Regions from separate parts of the Rattus norvegicus genome. Here region 2 is linked to region 1. The links are chromatin contacts, called in public Hi-C maps. All regions are on one chromosome and are shown on one strand. The core of a region is the stretch at or near the end of the contact, and the rest is flanking DNA. Distances in the headings are between cores, read along the strand shown.

Region 1 (6,574 bases), core at 1,279-3,778:
GTTAAAAAGCCAAAACCTTAAGATGACCTTTGTTCTATACTGCCTAATACTGTTTCCTCGACTGTGTTTTAACTTTGGACTCTGCTTTCTTCCTTCCACTCACCAGGGTTTTGCTGGTCTTTGCTGCAAACACTCTGCTCTCAGACATTCCTATATTTCATTCCACGACTCTTTCAACTCTTTCCTTACAGGGCTCTCCCCTGGACATCCTACAAACTCTAGCTGACATTAGCATCCTAGCTGTTTTTCACTTATTTACCACCTAAAAGCAAAGCATCTGATCAGATAGCCTATCTAATACGATCTGTCACGTCACAAGCTTCCAAATCAAGAGAACTTTGAAAAATTCCATTTCTAACAACCAGGGACAACGCCTTGTGATAACCTGGGCAGAGGCTGGAGTGATATAAAAGAAAGCAAAGGACAACCTTAGAGACAGAAGCCTAGAGTAACAGTAGATTCTAGAACCTCTGCAACACAGCTTTGCCAACACCTCAAATGGTCCTTTGTTGGTAGCCTCAGAAAACTAACACAGCAAACAAGAATGCAAGCGACGACGACACAGAGCTCTATGATTTCAACCCCATAGTTAAAATGTGCTTTAGCATACAGCTTTCTCTGCAAAATAATCAGGTTTCCAAATTCAGAATCTCTCAATATTGCCTCCTCAGGCCCTTACTCACTTCACATTGCAGGTGCAAGATAATTTGTTTGAAGTTTCTTCTTGGGGTGTCTCCCACCTTCTTTCTAATGGGGCTCCCTGGTTCATAGAGAGCTGCTTCCTGTTTCACACCTAACAGATCTATCAGTAGTGGCTGAGTATCCTACCCTCCCCAACGACAGTAGGGGAGTGGCATTTCAATTAGGTGCAAAAACGCAAGTATATTTTGTCATTTGTTTCTTATTGTATTGAAAGATAAAACGCTAACTTCACGTCTTATGGAGCAAGTCTTGTCTTTATAAAGAATAAAGTATAATGACAAACTGTACATGGATCTGATTACTTTGCATGTTAATTTAAAATTTTAACTTTTAAGAAGGCCTTAGTCCCACCAGATTTAGTATTTAAAAATGGGTATCTTTCTTTTAGCCTTGCTGTAATTTTTAACTAGCTGTTTTACTCAAATCTCACAAAGTTTTTAAAATACTTGTACTGAAAAGCCAAAACTTTTGAATAGGTAAACAGGAGCATTAAGGTAACAATTTCTATTTACATTTGACTCATAAATACATTTTCACAAAAATTCCAACCACTACTTTCACCAAAGACTTGACTTTATATTATCATGGATAATATAATTTTCATTTCAGCGAAATCACCATGTAAGCAGTATAAAGCCAACATATGCACACGCTTTTGAATACTATTAGCCAAACATTTAACTCATGATGTGTACTTTTAAACCGCTTAGAAAATTCTAAAATTGTCTTAATATTAAAGTTATTCACAATTATAGGCTGATTTGTTTTTTTAAGAGCCCAAGGCGGGAGGGGTGTTTAAGTGGGAAGTAACCACAAAGCATTTGTAAAATGCTGAGTCCTGAGTAAAAAGATACAGGAAAACATAAATTTCAAGCAAATCTGAGACACGGAATAGATAGTTCTCCACTAATGCTGAATTTTAAGTGAGTCATACTTGCCGGCCTAAATGACTGTTTTACTTAACATATGGTGAAAAGAGTTCGGTAACTTGAAACTTTATATTCATTTAAACTGTACAAAAAATATATACTAAGGCTGGCAGAAATGCTACATACAATGCTTACAGTACACAATATCGTGTGCATAAGGCTTATATGACATTTATCTGATAAGGGGCTGGAAAACTGTAGTTTTAAATACCTTCTAAAAACTCAAATTTCCACTTCCAAACTTACACCAGAATCAAATAACTTGTAATGTACACAGCATTTTTTCTTGGCAACCAGGCAGAGTATCTGTGGTCTACGCTCAACCTCCAGTAAATTACCATATTTCTGTCCCTTACCCATTGCCTTATTACTCAGTCTGATGCACTGAAGTTCTAACTTTGTAACTTTTAAATTCAGAATACGCTTTCAGTCTGTATGTACTAAAAGGCAATACCGTGAATGCAAAAACCTAGATTGGAAAAAAATTTTTTTTCTTCTAGAATGTGAGGGATCTTAAAACATTCTAAGCCCCCTCGCCGCTTGTAAGAAGTGTGTAGATGGAGCTCAAAAGAATTGATTCCCGAACCTCACTCTTAAATTAGTTAATTTAGGAGAATATCTAAAGCCAAAGCAGTTTGTTTAACTAGCCAACATCTAGGAAGCCCATCACACTTTGTTACCAAAGCGGAGAGAAAAAAAAAATTTTTTTTTCCAATCCTGCGCGTAGCAAACCCCCAACACACCTGGTCAGTTCACTCAAGTCAATGAAGGGCAGGGAAAGTTTCAACCATAATCAACCGGCTCCAGACAAAGCTGACGGTCCAGCGGCGGCCACAGGCACTAGGGACTGGAGCGTCCGGAAGGTGCCCGCACCTGAGTGCAGGCAGCTGGCGGCCGCTGGGCGCGCGGAGGCCGGGGCGGGGCGGCGGGCAGGACCGCTAGGCGCTGGCCCGCCTCGGGCGCCTCCGGTCGGACACGCCGGGCTGAGGAGAGCGCGAGGGCTGCCGCTCGCCCGCCGCCCGAGACACCTGTTTGGCCGCGCCGGGCGGCGTTTCCGTAGCCTCAGTCGCCCCGCCACCGGCAGCCGAGCCCCGGGACCCGAAGCCCTCGGGCGCCTCCGCCCGCCGTACCTGACATCAGCCGCGGCTCTCTCTCGCCCCTCCCAGAGGCGGGGAGGAGAACGACCCCCAACCCTCGACCTTCGCTGCCCTGGCCCGCCGCAGCACCGGCAGGGGCTGCTAGCCAGGGCCGCCCGCGGCCGCCCAGATCATCCCCCGGCGGCGGCGGCCGAGGCGGGCCCGGCGCGCGTTCCCGCCGCTCGCTCCCGCAGCTCGCTCCGCCCCTCCCCGCCGCGCGGCCTGGCCACGGCCCGCCTACAGCGCAGCCGCCACCCACGGGTCTCGGAGAGCTGACGTCGCGGCTGCTGCAGCGGCCCCGGGGAAGGGCGGGATCTAGGTGGAGTGGGCGGGGACAGGGCGACGTGCGGATGCAGGGATTGGCCGCCGGGAGTTCGCCCCGCCCTCCTGCGAAGGGGGCTGGGAAGTCCTGGCTTCCCCGAGGTGAGTGTTTAGGTTCAGCCCCCTTCTGGTGAGATTGAGTGTTCTCTTTAATTCTCTCTGGGATGCAGAAAGCGAAATTAGCAGGGACTACAAGTAGAACCGCCTTATAAATTGTCTGTGGAACAAACCCTAACGTCACGCTGACCTCTAACCCAATTTTAGCCCCTTCATCTTTTTTTGCCGTTTGTCCTCTGACTGCATCTCTCTATCCTTAATAACAAGAAATTTGGCATAGTGAAGAGTGCTGTGTAACCAGATGTGTGCCTCAGAAGAACAGAAAACTCAGAGAATGGTAACTGAAAGACTCTTGGAGGAATTCATGTATAGCACTTCACTTCTGGGCAAGTACTTAAGAGCTTTGCAAACCCGTCTGCCTTGCTTTGGCAAATGTCCTGTGTACCAGAAAGTTATCTTTGTGGCCATGGAAGTTGTTTGCCACCTGTTGAGGCAGCAAAGAGTGGAAGTAAGATCTAGGGACTACAGACCTTAACCATCATCTACAAGGCCAGGCCCTGAGATGGAAAAACTGTGCCCTGCTTCATAAATGTTCAAACTAGGCAGGTCTGAGCATACCACAGCATAGCTATTCAAAGTAAGAGTTTTGAAATAAGAAACTTAAGCTTTATCTGAATCTACTTTATGCCTCTAATATTACAGATACTAAGTTATAAAGAGCAGGTATATTTTGGTTATGATTCTAGACAAGGAGCTGGGTGTGATGATATCTTCGTTTATCAAGTCCTGAACCAGCTGGAAATCGTGGCAGGAAACAGCTTATTGGAGACCTAGCCAAACTCGATTTTATAGCAGTCACTGAATAGCCCATTTATTCATTAATCCATTAGTCACAAGAACGAATTGAGCCTTTCGGTAAGGGGAGAGTCCTAATCAACAGGTTTACTTAGCCTCGCCCCCTAATACATGATAATAGAGACCAAAGAGTCTTGGGAAAGAAACGCCACATTCCAACCATAGTAGGCTAGGATCACCTGATGACCCACCCATTGGTTGTGTAATTTTAGGAAGCTACAGAACGGCGTGTCTGATAGGAATAATAAACGCTGGCTGTTGCTGTTACTTGGCCTTCAGTTTACTTAGTTTCAGCTTTAGTGCCATTTGCTAGGACATAGACAGCACCAATATATCCAAGAAAAAATTTTCCCCAAAGGAAGTTTGAAACTTGAAACAAAGTTAGTGATTTTAGTTCAAAGGTCTCCTTTTCAGATGAGAAAATTGAGGAAAGAATGAGAAATGGATAGGACCCGGCCAGAAAAGAAGGCAGGTAGCTAAGTGTCCTTTCTCTGGTCCATGGCCCTCCTACTTTTCTCCCAGACATCCTTACCTCCATTCTTTTTTCCTCAGCTCTTGCTCAGCCTTAACACTCCGCAAAAATCATTTTGCCATGCATAAACGTAAAAAAGAACCACCCGGAAGTCCAAGTATTCTAAATATAGAACCAACCTCAGGAGTCCTGAATTCTATTAAGAGTTATAATGGCTAAAGAATAACATTATTTTATCAAAGGTAAGAAACACCCCCAAGAATAAACTCTAAGTTTATAGTCACATTTAGCAAGATTACAGGCACAAAGGAATGAGAATAGAAACAATATTGATCAAATGACCACTCCCTTCCTTAGTTTTTTTAAAGAGCCACCATTTTATGAAAATAATATATGCATACACAAACAGATTCAAAACATGTAAACCAATTCAAACAAAAAAGCAGATAAGTTGTGCAGATATAAGATGAAATTATCTCATAATCTAAATATTCTGTCTTATTTTTTTAGACTTTTCTCTAAAACTAAAACAAAAAATATCCCACAAGAGCACATACCAGTTCACATATATATTTGACACATTATTTTTTTATGAAAGGATCCATCCTAAGTCCCTACTGGTATAAACAATTCTTTGATGAACTTACCTTTGTACAACCGTGCAGTTATCTCCTTGGAAGTAGAAATGATACTCATGTCAGTAACTTTCATTCCTGTTAAGTAGAAAGGATGATTACTTGTGAAAATATACTTCTTATTTGGGGCTCAAAGCTGACTGAATTGTGCTATTTAAAACAGATAAATCCTAGCCAGTATTGTCTGTCTGATATTTAATGTCTCAAAAAAGTGTATCAATGCACATCAAAGCTCCTTGGAATAAGAAGACAGCTACTATTAGTTGTCTGAATAATATCCTTTTTACCTTTCTAGCACAGTCTCGGTAATTTGAAGGGTGCCGATGTATCCAGCTAAATTTGTTTACTTCCTTAGACTCTTGGTCGTTATGTCCTTCCATGTGTTCCTAGGTGAGCATAAGAAAAGTTTTATGGAAGAAGTGTCCTTTAAGCACTCTGACTTACATGTATCCATTTTCTCAAACAGGGAGGTTGTGATGGTAACTTTGATGTTCGGCTTGATTAGATCAAGGAACACCTAAGATTCTTTCTCTTGGCCTTATCCCCTCCCCTCTTCACCTCCCTTTTCAGAACTTGGAGAAGAGTCTCCTTTTCGCCTGTGCTACCTGAGAATTTCCTGGAGCCACCCCTTGCCATAGAAGAGGATCTGGAGCTGTAGAGAAAAATATCACGATTGAAGACCTCAGTGGCTGAAGGCAAGAGGAAGACAGCCCAGGAAATGGTTCAGGCAGCTGGAACAGATAAGACAGCGTGTGACATTTGTACCGCACAAGGAGGACCACACACTAGGAAATTGTCTGCGGTACTTAATCATGAAGAACCCAGAAGTGGAATTTCGCAGTTACTCTGTGGTCCATCCTTCAGAGAGCAAAATTCATTTGTGAATTCAGAGGTAGATGCACTTCCAATTGTTGAGCCATTTCAAAAGGGCCTGATTGAGCTCTTGAATATCTGCCAGCATGTGCTTGTCAAGTTTGAGGTTGGCATAAAGGACTTGAAAGATCAAAAGGCAAGTGAAAACCAAACCCACGTTCTGGTCACACCTGTAGGGTACAAGCAGGACCACCCTCATGATGGTGCAGAACCCACACCTAGAATTTGTGATTGCAGCGTGTTCTGTCCTACAGGAAAATATGGTTCTAGCTGTTGACCCATCACAGCTGTTGGAATCTCTGAAAATATATTCACCTAATAAATTCTCTGTTTTGTTTTCTTTTGTTTTTGTTTTTTTAAAGGAACACCTACGTGATTACTGGAGCATACTCCTGGGTGCATCTTTGAAGTTATTTCCTTAAGCAATGTGATACTGAGGGTGTGATTCCTTCATAGATTCATAATATTGTGGCATTGTGGTGGTGATGGAAAATAGGGAGTAGCACCTTTTAAGGAAGTGGGATGCTGGGGGGTGTCTTTGAGGGGTATAAGTCTCCTTGACCCCTTCCTATGTGCTGTACTTTTCATAGTCCA
Region 2 (6,565 bases), core at 361-2,860, 380 kb before region 1:
GCTGTATGTAGAGGCCTCAAGGAAACTACTACTTTGTAAGCTAACTGAAATGTATAACTGGGTTTAAAAGGAGTTTAAATGGAGGTACCCTACAAGGGTGAAGAATGCTTCCCCTAAAGGCATGAGTTACTAAACAAGAATCTCAGGGCTGGAAAGATGTGATATACCTCCCTAGGAGTTATTGAGAAGGGTGCCCCAGAGGCACCCTAACAACACAATTTACTACCATGCTCTTAGTTGTCCACCATGAGTAGAAGGTAAGCACCTATGGCTGAAGACAGGGTACCATTTGCTTGCAGCACACAGAGAATGTAAACTGGAACTCAACTGGTAACTTACAGGGTGCTATGCACCAGGGTAGAAAAAGCAGTGGTGTAGCCTGAATGCTTCAATACCGACTTTCCAGCACCCAAAGGAAATGCAGTCCACAACTAATGAAATTCTTTAAACTTGTTTTATTAACAACAGAATTAAGACGAACATATTAAATGCTACATAAACACTAGGAAGAGCTAACAATCATTTAAATAGGGTAGATCGGATTTCACTCTTAAACTGACATATAAAAATCTCAAACCAGATCTTTGCATTTTATTACTTAAGGCAACAACAACAGGAACTACATTGGAACTCCAATTAGGACCCTGAATTTGAAGGCTTATAAACCCGTGGCTTTAGAAAAATCCAGACACTGTTCCACATAATTATGAGACTCAATTAAAATTATGTTCTAAGTTCTGCAACCTCTTTTGAAGGTATTTTTATGTGCATTCATTTTGAAATTTCCCAGTACCAATCCCTTGCTGGTGAAATCACTAAAAAGCAACAGCTACCAGCTTCCAGTCACTCTATGAACCAGGAACACATCCCACAATTTTCTTCAAATCTTGGAATACACTTGGAATACATCTTTCAGTCAGCCGGCTCAAAGTACTTCGGGGAACTAGATAATAATATTACAACCCAAAATTAGAGTTAGCTAGGGCCTTACAAACAGTCAACCCCTCATCTGCATAAAGAGAAAATGTGACGCCAGTGGAGGAGCACTAGCTTAGGTCCAACAGCTGGTGTGATGCCTGTCTCCTCGAATCCTGCCCAGTGGTCCTCCTCTACCGCAGCCCCAATGCACGCTCGCCCGCAGTAGGTAAGGAAATGGACACCTCCGTACCGCCAAGGCTAGCAAAGGTCCAAGGTAAAGAAAGGAGCAGCACCTCTTGCTGCCTGTGGGTGAAGTAGGCAGGTACATTACACGAAGTGCTACAGAAATGGACCTGTCTCCTAGCAACAACCTCCTGAGGGAGGGGATAAAGACTGATGATGATTCCCTTCAGGTAGAACTCGCTTAAAAATAAAAACCCAAACTCCAGGTTAGACACACACCCGCTCCACCCATGCACAAGCTGGCAACTGTCACCACCGGTACCGTGGCATTCCGGGACTAGAAGCCTGACTCCGCCCCCTACCCCGACCGTTCAGCCCTCCGGAGGAGTGGGGCTGGAAGATCCAGACGCCTCCCGCAAGAAAACTACCTGAGAGTCCGTCCGCCGCTGCCCGTAGCTTGCCGCTCGCCCGGTCCTTCAGCCTACTTCCGGGGTCAAGTCAACGTTTGGCCGCTTCAGATCCCCGGTCCCAGGCCTCCGCCCCTCTAAGTCCCGCCTCCACTGACCACTGCGTTTCGGCCACAGCAACTTCCGGAACGCCGCGCGTCACTAGGCAGTAGACCAGTACTTCCGGAAGCATTGAGCTCCGCTATCCGCGTGCGCGAGAACTAGCTGCTCCTGTGGATTTGATTGGTGGATCTGAGGCGCATGTTTCCTCTGATTGGTGTTCGGGAAATCTGCCGGGTTGGCGAAGCCTGCTGGGTGTCAATCATAGTCCGCTTTCCTGCGGGTTGTGAGTTTTGGCGGCAGAATCATGGTGGACATAATGGAACTCCCCAAAGCGCGCGTCAACGCCAGCATGTTATCACAGTATATCGAACGACCCGTGTGCTTCGTGGGGAAGCTGGAAAAGGTGCGTGCGGGTTCGAGCGACACGACGGGATCCGCAGCCATTAGGGAATGGCTGCGGGGTAGGGAGCGGAGGTTGGGAGCAGGTAACCTTTAAGCAGCATTGCCTTCCAGCTTGCTTTAGTTTTCACAAGAAGAGCTTTTCCACGGCTAAGCCATTGCCTCTCCATTTCGGTGCCGCTTCTTTTATTTCTCAAAAACTGTTTCGAAAGATCTTTTAGTTCCGAGCGCTCCGCGCCCCCTCTCTGTATTTACCAGAAAGGTATTTACAAACTTGGCTCCTCTGTTGTCCTAGTTTTTGGTTTAGCCAGACTTAGCTGATGAATCTTCTTGTTTCCCTGTCTTTTGCAACCCTCTCTACTTACGGGCCTGGTTTTTCTGCTTTGCAGTCTTTTCTCTAGGAAACATTTCTTGGTAGCCCCTCCCATAGACTATAGATACCTTGTATCTAGTTCAGTCTTAAGACTGCAGCCTGGTCCTTCCTATAGGTAAGAAATAAGCCCAAAGTCCCAGAAATTGAGAACGCCGAGGGAAAGAAAATCATTTATAAGACCTTATTTGCTAGGTCATTTCATTCACACATTTCCTAAGTGAAAGGAATGTCTAACTTCACAGGTAGGCTGACTGAGCTAACTGAAATGCCCAAGAGTCACATCAAGTGGCAGAGCTCAATTTCAAGGGAAGTCATCTTCAGATCTGGCAACCAGTTCTTTTAGATCGTCTTTCTTAATTTTAAGAGAAGGTATTCTGTGAGATCTACTAAATAATTAATGTTTTCAGAATTCCATTAGGTAGTGATTGCCCCCTTTAATTTTAGTGTACAGTGGCCAAATTTACAAATAAAAGAAGCGACACAGAACACTAAGAAAATATTCATTGTATACTAGAAATTCAGAATTGACCGGGCTTCTAGTCATCAAATCAAGTAACAAAATTAAAGCTTGAACCAAATAAACTGTCCAAAAACCTATCACTATATGTTCAACGGAATAAAACTTCAATGACTCTTTTGAATATCTCATTTCTGTAGATTCTGTTTTCTAAATCTACGGCTTTTTGTCTTGGTTTCCTTTTTTAGATTCATCCCACTGGAAAAATGTTTATTCTTTCAGATGGAGAAGGAAAGAATGGAACCATTGAATTGATGGAGCCAGTATGTTTAAAGTGATATACTCTCATATTTAATTTGGGGGGGGGGTTCTTGTTATTTCTGATTTAGGTGATGAAAATGTGAAGGCTGCACTTGTATGATTTTAAAAGTCAAATTCATGCTCTCATATTTTGTCTTATTTCCATTTCTAACCTTCAGTGATTCTTAGGGCACCAACATTTCGGAAAGTATCCCTTAAGTATTGATTGGATAACAATTTTTACTCCTTTAAAAAATAATCCAAAAGATACATATGAAAATCTTTTTTCCAAACTACTTCTTTCTTCTATAATCACAAGCCTGGTTTTAGCTATATGTGTGTGTGTGTGTATACATACATATGTGTATGTATATATATTTGTTTTTATATATTATATATACATATTTGTTCTTTGAAAAACCTATTCCTTTGTACATATTTTTAAATTTTTAAAAATTTCATGTTCAATGTGCTTAAAACATCTTTGTGATCTTTTATGAAGACAAATCCATATATCATTTGGTTACTCTATATAGAACATGCATTGTAAAATTTATATATAGTTCTTCTCGTGACTTTTTAAATGGATATGTGTTGATAGGAAACCTGAACATCCTCAGTGTCTTTAAATGACTTTGCCTTCAACTTAAATGTGTAACTGTATCTCCAGAACTTAAGGCAGTACTAAAGATACCATCCTCATCCCATCTTTCTCTGTTATATGTGCCAACGTCTTTGACAAGCTATATTTCCATTTTTATGTTGGTTAAATGTAAAGTGTCTTTTTGCAATGAAATATTAGTGAACTATGAATGAATCTGAAAAACGAGGAAAAAGTAGAACAACTTTCCGAGGTCATTATCAACTGAAAGGTTAATCCCTAATTGGCATTTCGTTCAACGTTTAGCTGGATGAAGAAATCTCTGGAATCGTAGAAGTAGTCGGGAAGGTGACAGCCAAGGCAACCATACTATGTGCATCTTATATCCTGTTTAAGGAAGATTGTAATCGCTTTGGTAAGTAAAGCATCTTACTATTTAGCAGTTGTGTATAAATAGGAGAGAACTTTTATTTAATGTTTTTGGTTTTAAATCTCAGCCCTGGTACAGTTTCAAATTCTATAAAATGAGAAGAGACCTTGTAAATTAGTCATTTCTCACATATGTAAAGAAAACAGTAAATACCACTAGTTATAGAATAAAAAGGGCTTAAACTACGATAAAGTTAATATTTTAATATATGAATTGGAGGCTAGAACAGTCTAGTAACACTGAAGTAATGACCCCAGCAGAAAATGACAATATAATGGTTTATCATCTCCCCATTCTTTGGTAGTACCACAGTTAAATAAATATGGATTGTGAAAATAAGTCGACTTCTGAAAAGGAGAGAAATTCATAGAAATACTTCAGGTAACAGTTGATACTGCAGATTCCATTGTAGATTAAGTGTTTGCTTAAATGTTTCTTTCAGATCTTGAACTTTACAATGAAGCTGTGAAAATTATCAATGAGTTTCCTCAGTTTTTTCCTTTAGGGCTTACACAACATGAATGAGCTTCTTGAATTTCTTAAGATTGCCAGTAAGCTACATTGAAAGTTATTAAAGAAGACTCCTTCAGTTTAAGGGAGAGACTCCTATAATTTCTAATATTTAATTTGCTTTTTTATATATATTTTTTGTAAATCTACTATGACAGTTTACATCTAAGTCTTTTTATAAATTTTTTAAAATCGATACTTCAATATATGGTCTGAATAAAAAGAAAATTAAAATATGCTGTTGGTCAATTGTTTTTATTTTCAGTCTCAAACTTGGAGTTTTGTAACTATAAGGTTTGGTCTTTCATCTACCAAAGGGAAGCCTGGGTCAGCTGTGCTACAGATTTTCTTATCATCTACCATGCTGATTATTCCTTATTAGGTTATTTAGAAAGTACTTTTGGTGACTGAAAAGAACAGGCATATATCTAATTTTTCAAGTTTCTTCATTTTGGATTTTAAAATGTGATATATACCAGTGACAAACGGTTGATATATGATCATTGGGTTGGCAGAATCTTTGACTTTTTGTTCATGCCTTTAAACTTGTCATTATTCTTAGTATGGAATTCTCATCTACCATTTTTCGGTCCTGAATATTGGATTGTCTCTCACAGCTCAAACTATTTTGAGAAATTCTGGAGACTTTAAATGTGTCCTAGTTAAAGGAAGTATGTCACTGGAGGGTTGCCTATCAAGGTTGTAGTTGGTCTCTGATCCCTTCCTCACTCTCCTGTTTCTTGGCCACCACGTTATAAACTTGTCTTTTCTCCCATTCCCAGGCATCTATAACGTACTAAGCTCTCTGAAAGTGTGAATAAGCCCTCCTTTTAAATTGTGAATATCAGGTGTTTTGTCACAATGATAAGACAGTTATTTATACACACAAATGATACCAGAGAAGTAGAGTGGTGATTACTGTGATAAATCTAACTGTGTGGTTCTTAAATCTTAAGAAGGATTTGGGGGAAGAATTTGCAAGGGTTTGGAGAACTTATTAGAGAAGTACATTGCGAATAGAGTTTATTGATGTAATGCATAATGGTGGGAACTTGAAAGTCCAAAATGCTGATAGGAATAAAGACTGCTCATAAGACTTCAAGTAGATTTGAGACTTTTGGGAATTAGACTGGAAAAACATTCTGGGAAAGGATTTGTCTAGATTTGTGTCTATGTCCTGAGACTAAGTGAGGTTAAATTCAAAATGAAGACATGAATTTGGAGGAGATTTCTAGACAAATTAAGAACTGGACTGTGAGGTGTTCATTGCACACCTTTTAGATGGGTTTACAGTAAGAATAGAGTAAAAAGCCATGCTGAAACCTGTGGAGTTTGGCCAGAAGGGAATGTTTCAGGTGGGCATAAAGAGTTTATGTTGTTCTGAGCTTAGCACCATGAAAAAGAAAGCAAATGCTTGCCATTGGGATAGTGAGAGAGATACCATTAGGGCATCACAGAATAAGTTTCTGACTTGTTGGGAAAGTTTTACATTCAAGAAGGGAGCTCCAAGGAATGTTGTAGGCACAGCTTTAAGGGTGTGTGTGTGTGTGTGTGTGTGTGTGTGTGTGTGTGTGTGTGTGTGTGTTCAGCTACTCAGATACTCTTTAGTCAATGCAGATGTGGCCTTAGGGGCCTGGCTCCTGCCCAGGCTGAGAGAGGATCTTGGCATCATTCATACAGTGCTTGTTTTTCCAGGCATGTGAAATAGAAGAGTCGCAGGGCTATGAAGGCTTCCACCTATATTTCAAGGGAAGGGCTGAAAGTCTAAACAGTGTCAGAGTCCCTCCAGGTAACATCGGTGCGATGTGTGAGCTGAGAGCTTGAAACCTGAGCTGCAGTGGAGAATCGAGGGTGTTAGATGCCAGAAACAAGCAAGGTCTGCAAA

Evidence for each region. A called contact is a pair of places that touch in the nucleus more often than the background predicts.
Region 2: a Hi-C map of liver shows a contact between it and region 1, with 4 times the contacts expected there. The contact joins the promoter of Glcci1 here to the promoter of C1galt1 in region 1. A contact is called at or near these places in 2 of 12 Hi-C or Micro-C datasets (frontal cortex and liver).

What each region holds. Positions count from the first base shown.
Region 1 is chr4:36,893,659-36,900,232 of GRCr8, reverse strand. C1galt1 (core 1 synthase, glycoprotein-N-acetylgalactosamine 3-beta-galactosyltransferase, 1) reads right to left here and starts at 2,528. Exons shown (of 4, transcript NM_022950.3): 1 at 2,375-2,528. It overlaps LOC134486726 (tRNA (guanine-N(7)-)-methyltransferase-like), which reads left to right and starts at 2,382. Exons shown (of 3, transcript XM_063286913.1): 1 at 2,382-3,190; 2 at 3,413-3,531; 3 at 5,678-6,320. The coding sequence starts at 2,396. The coding sequence ends at 3,043. It also overlaps the pseudogene Polr1d-ps1.
Region 2 is chr4:37,269,316-37,275,880 of GRCr8, reverse strand. It overlaps Glcci1 (glucocorticoid induced 1), which reads right to left and starts at 1,610. Exons shown (of 11, transcript NM_001177442.1): 1 at 1,530-1,610. It overlaps Rpa3 (replication protein A3), which reads left to right and starts at 1,884. Exons shown (of 4, transcript NM_001106584.1): 1 at 1,884-2,013; 2 at 3,088-3,162; 3 at 4,047-4,155; 4 at 4,613-4,915. The coding sequence starts at 1,915. The coding sequence ends at 4,695.